2 separate regions of the Gossypium arboreum genome follow, and region 1 is linked to region 2. The links are chromatin contacts, called in public Hi-C maps. All regions are on one chromosome and are shown on one strand. The core of a region is the stretch at or near the end of the contact, and the rest is flanking DNA. Distances in the headings are between cores, read along the strand shown.

What was found. A called contact is a pair of places that touch in the nucleus more often than the background predicts.
Region 1: a contact with region 2 is called in a Hi-C map of leaf, with 3 times the contacts expected there. The contact joins the promoter of LOC108466460 here to the enhancer-like site in region 2. A contact is called at or near these places in 2 of 5 Hi-C or Micro-C datasets (both in leaf).

The regions. Positions count from the first base shown.
Region 1 is chr2:5,023,321-5,026,091 of ASM2569848v2, reverse strand. It overlaps LOC108466460 (probable trehalose-phosphate phosphatase J), which reads right to left and starts at 1,426. Exons shown (of 10, transcript XM_053023871.1): 1 at 1,126-1,426; 2 at 746-990; 3 at 517-657; 4 at 259-423; 5 at 8-166. The coding sequence starts at 1,129.
Region 2 is chr2:4,953,739-4,956,538 of ASM2569848v2, reverse strand. No RefSeq gene overlaps it. Among protein-coding and RNA genes, the nearest start is that of LOC108460675, 15 kb to the right of the region's middle. Within about 2 kb of position 1,343, at least 1 of the 2 cell types and tissues checked has an H3K27ac peak or open chromatin away from gene starts, as enhancers often do. A contact at or near this core is called in leaf, where this site is marked.

The sequences.
Region 1 (2,771 bases), core at 177-2,676, 69 kb before region 2:
TTATTACCTTTTCATCAACACAACGAAAGTGTACTGAGAGACAAAACTTGTTGTTCTCCACTTTAGCACCTGGTGTTGATTTTGTAGTTTCAACCAACTGTGTATAAACCTCATCAATCATGGGAAGAAATTCACTAGCTGGTTGGAAAAGAACAGATTCAGTATCCTGTAAGAGTAACAAAGCCAGGTCAAAAAAATGTGGTTGGTTTCGAGTTTAACGCAATTGGTTCATGCAATAACGTGTACGACTTGACTCACTTTGTTAGATTTGGAACATTTTTCAGGGCCTTTAATGTCCATGCCATGGCTTCCAGCATAGTATAGCTCAGCTAATTTGACAAAATTATACACCTTGTCCCTGCATCTGCCACTCACTATAGCTGTAGGGAAACATTTGGCTAGCTTTCTCACTGTCTTTCTCATCTGGTGTTAAAAAAAAAAAAAAAAACATGGGAAATCCATTTTAAAAACAGCACAGAGAAAGTAGTCACTGTGTCATATTAACAAACAGCTAACCTTCTTAGACATGAAAGCCCGATCTGGATCGGCTACGATTGGTGAAAGAGTGCCATCGTAATCAAGAAACATTACGATTTGTTTCCCTTTTGATGCATCGATTATCTGTTCGAACATATCTAGTGCTGATGGATGGTTTAGCTGAACAATTTAATCCAAAAAGGAAAAAGAAAATCAGAATCTTTATGAAAGGAAAAAGAAAAGAAAAAGAAAACCCATTTGAACTTACATTCCAGGAACCTTGATCATCAGCAGTGGACGGTGCTGATTTCATATGAGTTGGAGAAGAAGCTCTCATGGAATCGACCCATGAATTAACTCTGGCTCCGGCATTGATTTCAAGGTTTTGAAGCAATTTCTTTCTGGAAATGGAGATAAAACCAGGTGGTGCCGGTGGTTTCTGTGCTGATTTTGGATCAGAGACCATGTTTTGACCGGCGGCGATGTTCTTTGGTCTTTCTTCAATGAAACTCACTGCAATAAATAAGAACAAACCCAACATTTAAAACATTTTTAGTAAAGGTAAGATGCCTTAAAAACCGAAGCACACAGGTTTTGTTTTTTGTTTTCCCACTCCCAACCACAAAAAAAAAAAAAACCAGAACTTACCCATTTTTGGAAATTAAGGTAGTTAAAAGAAAATCTCAAAACCCAACAAGTGTTTGGTTGTTAATGTTAATGTAAGAGGAGAGAGTTCAAAATTCCAACCAGAGGAATTTACAGAGTACTCTGTTTTTTTTTTTCCTTTTTTTTTCTTTGAAACCCAAAGATTAAGGAACTGAAACAACAAAAAAAGAAGAACCCAAAGATTCGTGAAAAACAAGGAAGAAATGAAGGGAAAATATATGGAAGAGAGGAAGAGTGAAGGGAATGTATGTGAGTGAGACATGGAGGAGTTGAAGCTCGTTTTTATAAGCCAAAAAAAAAAAAAACCAGACATAAACGGACGACAACGAAACTCTTACAAAAGTGTGGGACCCATCCTAGTTGTTGATTTTGGGGCCCATATTACTGGGAGAGAGCTGTTTTTTTTTTGTTTTGTTTTTTTTGAGGAAGGTAATTAAGCTGCTTTTTTTTAATTGGCTGCTAGTGGTCAAGCCACGTGGAAGACATTGGTTAGGATGTACACATGATGTGGGTTTCTGACACGTGGATAACCAAGTCACATGTTAGACCCACTGGATTATGGGAGCTGTATTTTACAAATTTTGTTTTAATTGGATCCTATTTGGGTGGATTTTGGATCCACCAGCCACCAACTTGTCTTGAAATGTTAAAATTGAAATTATGGGGCTTTACCGTGAAAATTCTTCATTTTTTTCCTCGGGAGTAGGAGAGAGAGTGTGTTAGGGATTGAAAAAAATATTATATCTATTTCGACTTGATTCGATTTGATTTGATAATGCTAAACATTTTTTTTTGAAATTAAGCTTCAAGGTGGGATTAGACAAATTAAGATTGAATCGAGTTTAAAAAAAAATTCATCTATTCTCATCCTATGATAATTACCAAAATACTTTTATATAATATTAGTTTAAAATATATGATAATGACAAATAAATATTGGGCAAAGTGGTGAGGCAGATTCCATTCTTTATGAGAAAACAAAAATTTTAACGTTGAAGATGACAATGTTGAGAAGGAGAGTTGAAAACAAATCCTAAACATAAACCGTAAAATAAACATGAAGTACATAAAAATATATATTAATATTTAATCTAATATACCTAGAAAAGAATTAATAAAAATTTAATAAATATTCTTTCATTGTGATGAAAATATTTGAGAATTTAAAAGATTTGATATATCAAGTCAGGTTAAAATTAGGCATATCTTTAATTTTTCAAGTTAAGTAAATTAATATCTAATTTTAAGTTGAATTGAGATCGAGAAATGAATATTTCAAGAAAGACACCTTATTATCATCCCTAAACTTATAATATGCCGTAATTAAGTCATAATTAAATTTAAAATCGAGAAAATTTTAAAATTTTGTTTAAGGGACATCAAAGTTTTTTTATAAACATATAATAAATTTATGATGTATGATTATAAATATATATAAATTACATGATTGGAGGGGCATTTGCTATTTCAATGCCCCTTGTATGCAAATGCAAAACTAACAACTTAAAGACAAAACCCACCCTGTTAAGCAAAACCAGCTGCGAAAACAGTACACTGAATGATAAATATATTTCTGCCCTTTCAAAGTTGATAAAAGTCAATTTCCTCAATTTTTTTTCTATAAAGGA
Region 2 (2,800 bases), core at 94-2,593:
TAATAGGATTGATATTAGTCGATAAGAAATTTTGGGGCTTCAGGTGTGTAAAATTACACTTCAATGACTTGAAAACAATGAGGAGAGCAGGGCTGGCCCAAAACATAAGTCCACACTTATAATGAATTTGATAATTTTAAACCCAAATAGAAACATCTGACATAATATATTTTGATTGAATCACAAGTGAAGCCACAAATAACTTTATTCAAGTATTCGTTTATCGTTAAATCTAAATTTAATTTTTGAACAACTATCAAAAAAAAAAAATCATCATCATCCTCAAGCATGTGCTCACTATCATCACTTATACAACAAGTCAAAATTCAAAAAACAAGCACCAACATACCAGTTGTCGATTGAATTACAGGTAAAATGCTTAACTCTTTAGTTGACATTAATCTTGAATTGAGTCCTTACGTGTATCGATAACCAATTAGAAAACATTTTTTTTATGCAATAAAATTCTAATAGTTACTAACTTATTCTAATTCCTTTTTACATATTTACTCCATCAACTTTTAAGTATAAAATATTGGATAAATTACACATAAGGTCACTAAATTATTAGTAAGCTTATGTTTTGGTCATTCAACTTCAAAAAATTACAAAATGGTCATTGAACTATTTGAAGATTTCATTTAAGTTACTGAACTGTTCAAAAGTTTTTATTTAAGTCACTCTGTTTTTAAGCTTTTTTTTTCTTTTCCTAAAGTCCGGCTAGTAAGCTTCAAGAGACGATTTGACAATTAATACACTGGATCAATACTGGTCGACAAGTAGAAGAACATACCTTAGATCCAAGTCAACTTGACTATCAATGTCGAAGATCAGATGAAAAAAACTATTTGGATCTTAGTTCGCAGGTTCGTGATGTTCAAAGTTGTTTCATAAAAAAAAATTAAATTATAAAATAGAAGGAGAAAGAGAGCTTTCGACTGGTGTAGGCAGTGCAGACAAAGAAGGCCATACAACAACGATTTTAATAGTCTAATGTTCAAATCGTTCAATGACTATTTTATAATTTTTTAAGTTGAGTGACTAAAATATAAATTTACTAATAATTTAATGACGTTGAGTGTAATTGACCCTGAAATATTTAAACAAATGTGGAGATAAAAACACCTCAATAAATAATAATGATTAGGAATTAGTGTTACATGTGTATCATAACCAATCATTGATCTATAACACAAACCAATTACTTGGCAAAATGAACAATCCTAGTAATAGCAAAAGTGACCCAACTAATTTATTTTCTCCAACCACACCAACTCCCACATAGTAAAGACAAAATAGGTGGTTGGGTTGGTTGATGGTTTCAACTTCAAACACAACAAATTTAGCTGTGCATCACATGTAAAAAGCCCATCACTTTTGTTTTGTTTCCTTTGCAGGACATCATTCCACAGATCATTTCCATGGTCCTTTTTTTTTTTTTTTTTGCTTTTTGGGTATCATGTAATGTTTGGTCTCTCTTCACTTTAGATACTTGTGGAATTTTGATAAAAGCATTCATTACAATCCATGGTGTTAAAAAAACTAGCCCCACTTTTCTTAATTGGTTTGAGTATTCTTTAGAGGTATTTTGATGGGGAATGTTTGATTACTTTTATTTAGATTAATTAATATATTTATGTTATTCTGGTTTATTGGATTAAAATATAATATTTTAATATTTGATTAACGGAATATAAGATTATTTAAATATACGTTTTATTAAATTATTTTTAATTATAAACAAAGATTAGAAAAAGAAAATTATTAAATTATGATGAGAGTGAAACTTAGCTTTGGAAATAAAGGAAATTTTTAAAAATAATAATAATATGTAAAATGTTAAATTTTTAAACTAATGTATAATTAAATAATGAAAAAGCAATTATAGTAATATGAATTTATTAACATAGGAAAAAAAAGAGAGAAAAGATTTTCCTTTCCTTCCTTTTTTTCCTTTCACTCCCAATCTAAACATAGTCCAACAGTAATTATTTGATACAAAGATGGTGGAAAGTTTCTATTCTATAAGCAGGGTTGATATTTTGCCACAATGTCTTTAGGGTAGTGCTAGAGAAGGGTTGGCAACGGCCTCGATTCCCCTTAAAATGGAAAATTAGTTTTTGCTTTATAAATTTTGTAAAATTTTAAATTAGTACATAGTGAAATTGTATTTTGACCCCCTAAAAAAGATAAAATTTTGATTTAGTTCTTTAAAAATTATAAAAATATAAACCATTAAAATTGTGAAATTGCAATTTTAGCTCTCATAAAATATACAACTAAAATCCGTCCAAAAACTATTTATTAATTTAATTTAAAAATTTTAAATATAATTTAAAGACACATTACAAAATCTTAACCCACTTATGGAGTTAAAACTCTCCATTGCTAATGTAACAAATAAATATTTATTCATTAATACTAATTAATTAAAAAGATAACGTAATCTATAAAATATAATATAATAAAATAAACGTTGAGTTTCTTCAAACTAATAATAATAATAAACAAAACTTATTTACAATAAGTAAATAAATATGATTGAATTGTTACTTGAAAAATATATTGAAAAATAGAGAAATTAATTCATTAAATTATATTAATTTCTTGAATTTTTGTATTGATTTTACAGAAAATAGATCGAAGTCATTAAGAATAGTCACATTACCAACAAACATGTGGTGTTGAGGTCATCCCCACATTACTGAATCTCAGCATCGATAATAATATCATATAATTAAATCAAACGTAATTATATTTTAAGATTCTCATCGATAATTTTACATCCTAATAAAGTCAT